2 separate regions of the Mus musculus genome follow, and region 1 is linked to region 2. Evidence: chromatin contacts called from public promoter capture Hi-C data. All regions are on one chromosome and are shown on one strand. The core of a region is the stretch at or near the end of the contact, and the rest is flanking DNA. Distances in the headings are between cores, read along the strand shown.

What was found. Capture Hi-C pulls out chosen DNA fragments and counts their contacts.
Region 1: a contact with region 2 is called in a promoter capture Hi-C map of liver. The contact joins the promoter of Fzd9 here to the promoter of Mlxipl in region 2. A contact is called at or near these places in 7 of 39 promoter capture datasets (the 3T3-L1 cell line, the SN4741 cell line, cranial neural crest and 3 more), 1 of 15 datasets of contacts at CTCF or cohesin (pro-B cells), 13 of 484 Hi-C or Micro-C datasets (3T3-L1-derived adipocytes, the HPC-5 cell line, Th1 cells and 10 more), 8 of 115 datasets of contacts at active chromatin or transcription factors (astrocytes, embryonic stem cells, microglia and 1 more) and 3 of 9 other capture datasets (adipose tissue, liver and pancreatic islet).

The regions. Positions count from the first base shown.
Region 1 is chr5:135,248,421-135,254,771 of GRCm38.p6, reverse strand. It overlaps Fzd9 (frizzled class receptor 9), which reads left to right and starts at 3,725. Exons shown (of 1, transcript NM_010246.1): 1 at 3,725-5,834. The coding sequence starts at 3,743. The coding sequence ends at 5,521.
Region 2 is chr5:135,104,118-135,110,786 of GRCm38.p6, reverse strand. Mlxipl (MLX interacting protein-like) reads right to left here and starts at 3,896. Exons shown (of 17, transcript NM_021455.5): 1 at 3,572-3,896. The coding sequence starts at 3,864.

The DNA.
Region 1 (6,351 bases), core at 2,476-4,975, 140 kb before region 2:
CTACACCTTTTTTGCGTATGGTGTGTGTGTGTGTGTGTGTGTGTGTGTGTGTGTGTGTGTATGTTGCATTGCATGTAGAGGTCAGTGGACAACCTTGGGTTTGAGTCAGGGCTCTGTTGTTGTCCGTTATCTGTAAAGCAGGGTAGCTGGCCTGCCGGCTTACAGGGGCTCTCTCCTGTCTCTACGTCCCATTTCCCTGTAGAAGCCTTGGGATTACAGCTACCATGCCTGGCTTCAAATGGGTCTGGAGACTTGAACTCGGCTCCTCAAACTCCTCACACTTCCCGGGCAAGTGTATCGCTCCCTGCGCTGTCTCCCCCAGCCCTCTTTAAGCATTGGTAATGGTCCCTCTCTTTCACACGTTCTTTTAACACAACGGACATTTATAGGCGCCTCCTCCAGGCCAGGAGCCAGAACCTTGTAGGGCATGGCACGGTGCCTTCCTCCTGAAGCCCCCAGGCTTTGTAGGGAAATCAGGCTTTGGAGCAGTTAGCTGTACTCTGCAGTGGGGTGCCCGGTAGGGCATCCTGACAGGCTAATCAGAGCCGAGGTGGGGCCTGGGGGAAGGATTCCGGTTTATCCAAGAATGAGGGGAGCTTACAATGCAAGAGAGGCCTAGGGGGAAGGTTGGCTTGGTGAGGGTGGGAACTCAGGACAGAAGGCTGTCCCTTCCCACAATTGGCCTCTAGCCAAGGCCCCTAGAAAGGCTGGCATCTTCCAAGGAGGTGGAGCTTCGAGGGGCTCCCAGTGGGGGTGGGGCAGTGATGGTGACCTCCTTCGGTCTCTGCCCCTTCGCATCGTCTCCCTTTCAGTGTGTGCCTGAGGTATTGTTCCTCTTTTGTAAAGAGGGGGATCGGGTAACAAAGCCGGGTGGGTGGGCAGGCAGCCCAAGGGGCCTCTTCTCTTCCCTCCCCCTGAAGCATCTGCACTGAGGGGTAGGCACACATACACCTCTGGCTTCCCAGGAGCTGGCTGTTGCCATAGTGACAGGCAGGCCTTGCATCCCACTGGCCCCTGGAGTTGCCCTTCCCACTATGGCTGCCAAAGTTAGGGGCCCCCAACTCTTTTGCATCCTGGAGTGGGAGGCAGGGACATACAAAATAGAACTCCTGGCTAGTCTCTGCCTCCTAGCTGGCTTTGAGGAAAGGGACAACTTTCCTTAAAGAGAGCTCCAGCCACTGGGACAGATGCTCAGGAAGCAAGGCTAAGCCTTGAGATCAGAAATAAGTGCTCCCTCACCCGGGTGTCTGGTGTGGCTGTTAGTGTTCTGCAAAAAGGAAGGGAAAGATAGCAGAAGGCTTATAGGATAGGTAAGGACACTGGGGGACCCAAAGCAGAGCCTGCCCCTGAGTCTACTATGATCGATGGAATAAGAGAAAGGTCTTGGGGTATTTGAAAAAAAAAAAAAAAAAAAAAACCTTAAAGAATGGAGAAGTGAGGACCTAGGTTCATAAGGTGGGGGTTGGGGGGGGGTTGAGGTAGAACCCTCAGAGATCTTCTTGTCTCCTCTCCAGGAGTGTGATCAACAGGTGTGTATCACGCCACCTGGCTTCGTTTGTGGGTGCTGGGGATCCGAACTCACGACCTCATGTTTGCCCAAAAAGCACCTATCTGCCTAAGCCGTCTCCCCAGCCCCGAGTTTAGGATCGCGAAGCAAGACCCAACCTGGGGACTCGCAGGGGCTCAGTTTGGCGTGCAGGGCTGGCTGCATCTTCACAAAGCCTCTTCTCTCCAGTCTTTTCGGGGGGGGGGGGGCTGGGTGCATGCCAGTGACACATATGTTTTTCTTTGTCCCTGCCGAGCTGCAGCTTTCTGGGAGCCGAGAGACTAGGAAATGACCACCCCATTTTCTCACTGCGGCCATCAGCGCTGCCCTGGCTTCTTCCTGAATCCCGGCTCTAAATATAGCAGGAGGGTATTGGCCAAGCCGTGTATGTGTGTGTGTGTGTGTGTGTGTGTGTGTGTGTGTGTGTGTGTGTGTGTGTGTGTGTGTGTGTGTGTGTGTGTGTGTGTACGCGTGTGCGCGCATGTAACAGGCAACTTTTAGCAGGGAAACAATGTGCCTGCCAGTCCTGACACCGAGGAGGTGTGTGAGCCTGAGTAGTATAGCTTTCCCTTCAGACTTGTACCAGAGACTCCGGCTTTCCTGTAGGGCCACAGTAGAGGCTGAAATCATCACTGTGAAATACCTGGCTCAGGCACTTGGGAGGTGGAAGTAGGAGGGTGAGAAGTCCTTTGATACATAAGGAATGTGAGGCCAGCTTGGACAACATGAAATAGTCTGGAAAACAAACAAATGGGGAGTTTGAGAAATGGATCAGGAATTGAGATCACTGGTTGCTCCTCCAGAGGACCTAGGTTCGATTCCCAGCACCCACATGGAGGTTCACAACTCCAGTTCCAAAGCCTTCTTAGGGCCTCCAAGGGTACCAGGCACACACGTGGTGCACATACAGATAGACAAGCAAAGCACATTAATAAGAAAATTTAAAAATTTAAAGCAAAGCAAGGCAACAACAAAACAGACAAGTGGAGGAGCCGGAGAGATGGCTCAGTATAAAGGTAGTCACCCCATCCCAGTCATGATGACCCGAGTCAGGGGGCAGGTATCCCGTGATAGAAGAAGAGTACTGACTCCCCAAGTTGTCCTTGCTTGCATGCAGTTTCGTGCGTGTCACACACACACACACACACACACACACACACATGCACACACACGCACACACAGACAGACAAACGGCAGGATGTGTGTGTGTGTGATAAATATAATGAAAACAAAACAAAATCAGCTTGGGCTGGGCACGTGGCTTGTCTAGCCTGGGTTCCATCCCTAGAATGAACAGCAGAAAAAACTCATGTGGGGGGCTGGCAAGATGGCTCAGCGGGTAAGAGCACTGACTGCTCTTCCAAAGGTCCTGAGTTCAAATCCCAGCAACCACATGGTGGCTCACAACCATCCATAATAAGATCTGATGCCTTCTTCAGGAATGTCTGAAGACAGCTACAGTGAGTGTACTTACATATAATAAATTAATAAAAAAAAAACCAAAAAAACAAAAAAACAAAAAACAACCTCATGTGGTGGCAGCCCTTATGAGGCAGGAGGATCAGGAATTCAAGGTGAGCTTGAGGCCAGCCTGGGTTATATGAGACCCTGTCTCAAAAACAACAGGATCAACAAAAACACCCTTAAGGGAAGAAGAGAGGAGAGGGGGAACAAGCAACTCCCTAGCCTGGAGCTTGGAGAGCTTGGGATGGTCCCCTCCCACCTGGGAAGAAAAGGGCGCACTTGATGCGAGGGAGTACATTGGGAGGTGCGTTCCCGCGGACTGTCGAGTCTGCAAAGGAAGGGAAAGAAATGAGCAGAAGAGAAGAAAAGCTGACCCACAACGTTGCCCACACGCCTCCAGCGTGGCAGAGAGGCGCGGCACCTTTAAAGCGCGACGGGGGCGTGCCCTGAGGGACTGCCCCGCCCCTGGGCGTGTCCTCCTACTGACCACGCCCTCGGGGTGCCGAGCCGCGGCGGCTGGCGGCGGAGACCACGCCGGCTCTGGCTGGAGTGGCGGCGGCATCGGCGGCGGCGGCGACGGCGGTGGTAGCGGTTGTTCCTCCGAAGGCGCCACGCGCTCCGGGACACACGTGGGCGGCCGAGAGATGGCGCGGGAGCCGCGACGTGGCGCGCAGATCCCGGGACGCGGGATGGAGCGGTGCGAGTGAGCCCGAGCGGCCGCGCCGCGGGGCGATGGCCGTGCCACCGCTGCTCCGCGGGGCGCTGCTGCTGTGGCAGCTGCTGGCGACGGGCGGCGCGGCGCTGGAGATCGGCCGCTTCGATCCGGAGCGTGGCCGTGGCCCCGCACCGTGCCAAGCGATGGAGATCCCCATGTGCCGGGGCATTGGCTACAACCTGACCCGCATGCCCAACCTACTGGGCCACACGTCGCAGGGCGAGGCGGCGGCGCAGCTGGCCGAGTTCTCGCCCCTCGTGCAGTACGGCTGCCACAGCCACCTGCGCTTCTTCCTCTGCTCGCTCTACGCCCCAATGTGCACCGACCAGGTCTCCACTCCCATCCCAGCCTGCCGGCCCATGTGCGAGCAGGCTCGCCTGCGCTGCGCCCCCATCATGGAGCAATTCAATTTCGGCTGGCCCGACTCACTCGACTGTGCCCGGCTCCCCACGCGCAACGACCCGCACGCACTCTGTATGGAGGCACCCGAGAACGCTACAGCAGGCCCCACAGAACCCCACAAGGGCCTGGGCATGCTCCCTGTGGCACCTCGGCCCGCGAGGCCACCGGGAGATTCAGCCCCAGGTCCCGGCAGCGGTGGCACCTGCGACAACCCCGAGAAGTTCCAGTACGTGGAGAAGAGTCGCTCGTGCGCTCCGCGCTGCGGGCCAGGCGTCGAGGTGTTCTGGTCTCGGCGCGATAAGGACTTCGCGCTGGTTTGGATGGCTGTGTGGTCCGCGTTGTGTTTCTTCTCCACGGCCTTCACCGTGTTCACCTTCCTGCTGGAGCCTCACCGGTTCCAGTACCCAGAGCGCCCGATTATCTTCCTTTCTATGTGCTACAATGTCTACTCCTTGGCCTTCCTGATCAGAGCGGTGGCAGGTGCACAGAGTGTGGCATGCGACCAGGAGGCAGGGGCTCTGTATGTGATCCAGGAGGGTCTGGAAAACACAGGCTGCACCCTGGTCTTCCTGTTGCTCTATTATTTCGGGATGGCCAGCTCACTTTGGTGGGTGGTTTTGACTCTAACCTGGTTCCTGGCTGCAGGCAAAAAATGGGGCCACGAGGCCATCGAGGCTCACGGCAGCTACTTCCACATGGCAGCGTGGGGCCTGCCAGCACTCAAAACTATCGTGGTCCTGACTCTGCGCAAGGTGGCTGGCGATGAACTGACTGGGCTCTGCTATGTAGCCAGCATGGACCCGGCAGCCCTCACTGGCTTTGTGTTGGTACCCCTATCTTGCTACCTGGTACTGGGTACCAGTTTCCTCCTGACCGGTTTTGTGGCTCTCTTCCATATCCGCAAAATCATGAAGACGGGAGGCACCAATACGGAGAAGCTGGAGAAGCTGATGGTCAAAATCGGAGTCTTTTCCATCCTTTACACAGTGCCGGCCACCTGCGTCATTGTCTGCTACGTTTATGAACGCCTCAACATGGACTTCTGGCGGCTTCGGGCCACAGAGCAACCATGTACTGCTGCCACCGTGCCTGGAGGCCGGAGAGACTGCTCGCTGCCAGGGGGCTCGGTGCCCACTGTGGCTGTCTTCATGCTCAAAATCTTCATGTCCTTGGTGGTGGGCATCACCAGTGGAGTCTGGGTATGGAGTTCCAAGACTTTTCAGACTTGGCAGAGCCTGTGCTACCGAAAAATGGCAGCTGGCCGAGCCCGGGCCAAGGCCTGCCGAACCCCAGGGGGCTATGGCCGGGGTACCCACTGCCACTACAAAGCCCCCACGGTGGTCTTGCACATGACTAAGACAGACCCCTCTCTGGAGAACCCCACACACCTCTAGAACATAGGCTAGGCTGTGAGTTATGGTTGCTCCCTCCTTGCCCTCCCCTCCCCCCTTCAGAGACAGCTGACTAACAGCTGCCCAGCTGTCAAGGTCAGACAAGTGAGACACAGGGGGCTGAGGACTAGGGTGGGGACCCAGTAAAGCTCAGGGCCTTGACCTTCTGTCTCATGCAGGGAGTGGTCCTAGTCCACAGAGGGTCCCAGGATAAGAAGGGGCAGAAGGGGGCAGGGTCCAGTGCAGAGTTATTTAATGATGTAATTTATTGTGGCATTTCTCTGGAAGCTGTGACTGGAATAAACCCTCGTGTGGCACTGCTGTGTTCTATCTGGGCTGGAAAGAGGGAAGACAAGACAGGAGGGTGAGAAACTTCATAAGCAGAGCTGGGGGTGGGGGGCGGAGGCCATGAGATTCATCCTCTGACCCCTTGTCCAGGAGGAAGTTCCTCTGTGGGGGCATCGGTGGATTATAGGAGTCCTAGACTGCTGTGGGTGTGTGCGTGTGCGTGGTGTGTGTTTCTCTTCTCACCTGTCTCAAGTCTGAGATCTGTGCTTCTGAAGTGCAACAAGAACCTCCTCATGAATACCCAGGAACCCCTGGCTGTGACATGGCTCCTTCTAGTCCTAACAGTGTCATCTAGCCTGTTTAGAGAAACAGGTAAGCTCCCCCGCCCCTACCCACCCATACTTTGCTTTAGCAAATAAGGTCCGGGCTGGCAAGAGAGCTCAGTGGAGACAGGTGCTTGCCGCTAAAACTGAGGACTTGCTTTCAATCGCAGGAACTCACATAGGGCTGGGGACCAACTCACAGACTGTTTTTACCCCTACCTG
Region 2 (6,669 bases), core at 2,647-5,146:
AGGGTAAGGGATGAGGGGTGAGCATCTGAGCCCTCCTCCTCTTCCTGCACTACCTTGAGTGCATGGGTCATTGGCTCTCCTCTCCTTTCTCGTCTCCAAGCTCCAGTATTTGCTTTGAGCTAATGGTGGCTGCCAGGGTGTGGGACGTGGGGTGGCAGGGGCTGCCACCTCAGGAGACAATGGGCTTCATTACCCAAATAGGCCACCCTAGCCTGATGGCTGGTCCCCTACCTCCCATAGCTAGATAAATACCATCTGTCCAAGAAGTGAACATGATTGGGTTGGGGACACTAATCCTTCCTGGGCCAGCTCCTGTTGTCATATAGAGTAAATGGGGGACACTCCTAAGTTTGTGACCTCTGTCTGTATCCCAGCAACCATTAGGTTCTGTTCCCCCAGGGTCCTACCCCAGCCTTCTGCTGTCCCTCCTCCAACTCCCGCAGAGGGTTGGTAGCCTAGGATGAGGGGGATGAGTCAGTGACAATATCCAAGTCCCGAGGAAAGGATTTGGTTGAATGCACGTGAGAGAAGAGTCCGGTTTGGTGCAAAAAGTCTAGGGCCAAGGTTCAAAAGCTGTGTGCAATGGGGTGAACCAGAAAACCTCAGAAGTGGGAGAGAGGGAGGATGTGGGGTGCATACACTCTGTGAGACCAGAGGACAAACTCAAACGTGGTTCCTCAAATGAATCTGCCTCCGTTTTTGAGACAGTCTCTCTCATTGGCCTGGAACTCACCAACCAAGTAAGCTAGGCTGCTTAGCTGGCAGGCTACAGGCAGCTGGCTAGCCATCTCTGTCTTGACTACTGGGATCACAAGCACACACCAGCAAACCAGACTCTTTTTTTTTTTTTCTTGTCAGTTCTGGGGCTTGAACTCAGGTCCTTAAGCTTGTAAGACAAATAACTTTACACCAAGTCCCTCTTTTTTTTTTTTTTTTTTAATTTTTGCCAGCTAGCTTGTTTGTTTTAATGCGGGGCCTTGCTCTGTAGCCCCAGGCTGGTCTGGAGCCTCATCCTCCTGCCTCAGCCTACAGACTGCTGGGATGACCAGCCTATGCCACCACTCCCTAGACAAGTGCCTTCTTGGACCATTTACAGCTATCCTCCCTGGGGCTTCCACCCACAGAAGCAGGGAACAGAGTGTGCCAGGAGCGCTTCTTGGCAGGGGTGAGGTGCCCAGGCCTCTGTGGGCTGTCTGCAGGCTGTCCTTCTCCCTGCCTAACTGACCAGTTCCACCCACCACCAGACCCCCTGCCTGGCTGCCCCAACCCCACATTTCTAGCTGTTCACTGGAGAGCCTCACCCTCTGCAATACCCTTGGCTTCAGAGAACCCCTAGTCACATCTTACAGTCCGCAGATTTGTTTGTTTGTTTGTTTGTTTGTTTGTTTGAGATGGTAGGATCTCCTATCATCTCCAGCTGGCCTCAGACCTTAAGTTCCTCCGCAGTGGAGGGCAACCTTGACCTCCTGGCCCTCCATCCTCAGCCTGAGTTCTAGGATTCTAGGCATGCCCAACCCCACAGGGTTCATGAGCGTGAGCACGGGGCATTTGCTTTTGTTTTTATTTTTATGTCTCACTGGGAGGGGAGCTCGTGGGTGGCACATGGAGGTCAGAGTTCAGACAACTATGGAGTCAATTCCCTGCAGCCACTTTGATGTGGGTACTGGGAATCAGACTCAGGTCACCAGTCCGGGACCAAGCACCCTCCCTGGCAGAGCCTCTCCTGGCCCACGTTTTGTTTTATGTTTTTTTTTTTTTTTCTTCACCAAAAACTCCTGTGTACTTGGCTAACTTGGGTATCCTCAGAATCCCACTCAAGAGAATTTAATAGTCTGGCTCTTTGGCGGGTGGGGGACACGGCACTCTCCACCCTAGGGAGCTGCAGTTTAGGGAGTGCCCTCAGACCCTCCACGTGCTCTTTCTCTAAAACCGCTTCCCTTCTGTCTGCCCAAGGTCTGAGCTGGAAAGCCCTCTAAACCTGCCCAAGTGGAATGTATGGCCGAAGCAGGAAGCCTGAGTTGGGAGTGGTCGGGAAACGGGAGACCCTTTGGGGGAACATGGGGACCCAAGGCTTCTTGTGGCTCGTGCCTGTAGTTCCAGCACTTGGAAGGCCAGAGCAGAATTCCAGGCCAGCCTCGGTTTTACAGTGAGTTCCAGGCTAGCTTAGTCTACAGTGTGGGACTCAATAAGAGAAAGAGAGTGAGGGATATTCTCCCTCTCCTTTAATCGGAAGTCTTTGATAATTAAAGCACTGCCCCAGTGTGAGCTGCTTCTGGTGTTCTGAGACCTTAGATGGCCCCTTCCCAGGCAGTCTCATGATGTCCAAGGGCGGGGGAGGGGCAACGGGACAGGGAATTTGAACTTTCCACATTGGTCTCAGCGCCCTGAACTATCAGGTTGCAACATGACCTGGGCTTGAGGCCAGAACTTGTGGGCCAAGGTTACTCTGCCTCCAGCCAATGGGGTCGCGTGGCTCTGCCGCCACGAGGTGGGCCACGCTCTTCCGCAATTCCCACCCCAGCTCCAGGTCCCCTGTGGGGCTGCAGGTGCCGGTCTACAGCCAGCGGTTCTACGAAGGGGAGGAGGCTCGCTGAAGAAGCGTGATATTTACAGAGAAGAAAGATCAAGGCCGGCCGATCCCCCTTTCTCTCCTACTGTTTTCGGTTGATAATTTATCCTCTTCCCACTGCTCCCGGGAACTTTGCTCCAGGGCACTGGGCCAAGACCCCAGTTCGCGCCCTCCTCGGGGACACATAGGTGGGGCTGAAGCTGGGTGCGGCCCCGGAGGTCTGAGCCGTAGTTACAGGGTTCCTGGCTGCCTTGCAGCCTCTTACCGGGTTCGGGGAGACCAGGTTTTCCCTACCCGACCTAGGGTGGACTGCAGCACCCTCTGCTGGCTCTGGGCAGGTGCTGGGCACCGTCTTCCCGCCAACCTTGACGTAGCGTTCTAAATCAGACACGGTGGCTCATGCCTGTAATCCCCGTATTTGGGAGGCCGAGATGGGAGTCCAGCCTGGGCTACCTAGCTCAATGCCAGCCTGAACTTTAGAGTGAGACTCTGGCTCACCAAACTAAATCAAGCCAAAATAAATGGTGTCTGGGCAAGTGAGCAAGAAACTGTTTCCATGTAAGTGGACACTGCCTATGAGGGCGACCACGGGATAACTGCAGCGTGCAGGGAAGAGTGGGACTTTGCAGGGACTGCTGAGGATGAACGAAACAGTCCAGGCATACCACGAGTGGAGGGAGGCAGTGGACGGGATGGGTTATAGTCTGAGGAGTGTGAAAGACACCTGGCATTTAAGTGCAAAAGCAGAAGAATCAAAGAGCGGGGGCCCAACCGTAGAAGGCCCTGCAAAGGTGGAGACAAAGGTGGAGGACAGGACAGTGGCGCCACAAGCAAGTGATGGGACACAAATGATTCATGAGGGTCCGTGGGTTGCGCAGGACCAGGCGAGGAAGATAATGCCTAAGTTGTGTCCAGCGTCCCCCGTAGCAGTTTGGGACAGGAGCCCCAGTGCGCGGTCCCACCACGGAAAGCTGGGACTCAGGCTCCCCGGTCCGCCCTCACCTGTAAGCCAGGCTCAAGCACTCGAAGAGGTGGGTGAGTGTCGGATCGATGCTGCGCGGCCCGAAGTCGGCGAGCCCCACGGGCCCCTCCTGGTCGCGTCGCCGGGTCAGCGAGTCGCTGTGCGGCGAAGACACCATGAAGTGTCCGCTGTGGATGACCTGTGATCGATGCAGGCCACCCGCGCTGCGCCGGGGACTCGGATCCTCCAAGTCCGTATCCGAGTCCGAGTCCGGGCTAGGGACGACCCGGGGGACCTGCAAGTTCACGGATAGATCCGCCAGCGCGCGCGCCATGGCCACTATTGTCGCCAACTCTCGGGCGCTCTGGAGAGCGCTTAACGTAGCCAGCTGCGCCTAATTACCATGGCCACGCCCCTGTTCTCCTGATAGGTCCTTGTGGTGGGCGTGGCCCTTAGTTGGCAGGTGATGTTTAAATTAGCATAACCAGTGAGCGTGGTGTGAAACCACTGATCCTGGAGCTTTGGCGGTGCTTCGCCTTTCTTTCTGTTGAGAGCACTTTTTAGTCTCTACTTTTCAGGTTTCAGAAAGTCTGGCTGGGGCTGGGACTGGGCTGGGGCTGGCTAGCGTGCACAAAGCCTTGGGTTCGATCCTCCGAACCACAGACACTAGCATGGGGGTGATTCTGTAAGTGTAACACTCGGGAGGTGGAGACAGACAGACAGATAGACAGACAGACAGACAGGAAAGAAATAAAGAAAGAAAGAAAGAAAGAAAGAGAGAGAGAGAGAGAGAGAGAAAGAAAGAGACAAAAAAAAAAATCCCAAACAACAAACAAGACCGCTAGCCGGTAAAAGCCTTTGCCACCAGGCTTGAGGACAAGAGTTCAAACCCTAGGACCCACATGTTGGAAGAAAATACTCGATTTTTAAAATTTGACCTCTGAGATCCATATGTATTCCTAGACACATAAACACTAGATAGATAGATGGAGAGAGAGAGAGAGATAGGATAGATAGATAGATAGATAGATAGATAGATAAGATAGATAGATGGATAACCAGAAATTCAGGGTCATCCTCTGCTTCATAGTGAGTTCAGTAAATCGCTTGCCTGCCTTCTTCACTTTCCCAGGGTCCTGTGCGGTTGAACCCCAATGCTTGCTTGTACCCAGGCGCTCTTATGATTGTCCTATGCCTCTACAGCAAAGTTCAGAAGTGGACTCTAAGAGTTCACCTTCTCTAGATCACCTCCCTGCACTCGGGCTTTCTCCTCGGGAAGTTCTCTCACCAGCCCTGAAGCCTAGCTTCTTTCTGTTCCTGCTTTTCTTCCTTTCCTTTTTTCTTTCTTTCTTTCTTTTTCTATTTTTGTTTTGTTGTTTTTCTAGGTAGGGTTTCTCTGTGTACTCCAGGCTGTCCTAGAACTCATTCTGTAGACCAGGCTGGCCTGGAACTCAGAGATCTGCCTGCCCCTGCCTTGGGAGCACGGGGATTAAATGCACGCACCTCCACCACCACCCAGAGATATGGAACTTTCCATGGAGAGTAGAATTTAAATTTTATGGTCTTCTTGTCTCTGCTTCCACAGCGATGGGAGTTTTATAGACAAGCTTATCTTTCTAGATATTGCTGAGGTCCTCAAAGACTTTCTCGGGGCCTGGGAGACAGAATGGAGATGCAGATGAAGCTGTTTGGAGAGCAACCGATGGTTGGGGGGTGAGATGAAGTAGAGTCACCCTCCATCCTTCCACCCCACTCAGACATAGCTAACCTTTCCACTGGGACAGGAGGCTTGGGGAACACTGCTGGGGAAGCTAGGGGTCCCTAAAGCAATTTTTCAACCACATCTAGACATCTAGATCAGGCTTTGAGATGTTTGGCTTTGTTGTCATTCCGGTGTGGTGTGCCTCAGACAAGAGTTTGTTTGTTTGTGCCCTGCTGGGGATTGAACCCAGGATTTTGCTGAGGTTATGCCAGGGCTATGCAAAGAGAAACCCTGTCTTGTAAAAAAAAAAAAAAACAAAAAAACAAAAACAAAGGAACAAAAAAAAAAACACCAAACCAAACCAAACAACAAACAAACAAACAAAAATCACCACCACAACCCCAACGCCCACTCCCAACAACAACAACAACAGGAAATAGTTTCCAGTCTCAGGCCGGGCCTGTAGTTCAGTTGGTAGAGAACTTGCCCAGCATTTAGGAAGCTGTGGGTTCTATCCCCAACTCTGCCTAAACCAGGTGTGGCATTGCATGCTTGTAATCTCAGCTCCAGAAAGATAGAGGCAGAGGATCAGAGTCCAAAGTCATGCTTGGCTACATAGCAAGTTTGAGGCTAGCCTGGGCTACATAGTGAGACACCCCCCCCCACCTCCACCATCCCTCCAAAATAAAACACAGCCTGTGAGATGGCTCAGTGGGTGAGGGTGCTTGCTGCCAAGCCTGATGACCAATCCTTGGACCCCACATGGTAGAAGAAGAACTCTCACAAGTTGTTGACAGACTTTACTGTTGGCACCTGCTCTCTCTCTCTCTCTCTCCTTCTCTCTCTCTCTCTCTCTCTCACACACACAAATGAATGAATAAAATAAGTGTAAAACAAAGCCAAAACAAAAACATCAAAATAAATGAAAACAAACAAATGCAAGAATTCTTCAAACTTTTGATTTCGTCCTCGGGTGGCAACGGGGGACATGACACAATGCCCCTTCCAGGTGGCATGGTGTAAGTGGCCTGATTCACCTCTCATTGCCTTTCTCGCCTGCCCTCTAGTACCCGATGCCCAGAGTTCACAGCCTTTTAAATAAATAAATAGGGTTCACGATCCACAGAGATTGAACGATGAGTTCCCTACTGGGTGTAGAGAGCCAGTTCCCCTGGCATCCTTCCTGACATCCTCTTCTGGGTGCCTCTCGAGGTTTCCCCCCTGGTCTGCTCACACCGAAATGCCATCTCCTCCCTGAGTTCTCTATACCCTGGTTCTGATCACAATTGATCTGATTTTCTTCTGCCTGAGATTCACAGAGGGTGTGAGGCCTCTCTTTCCCACTAGATGGCAAACTCCTCGGCGGACCCTGTGCCTCTCTACAGTCTAACCTCCTCTCAAAGTGGCCAGATGTGGTGATTCACACCTTCAATCCCA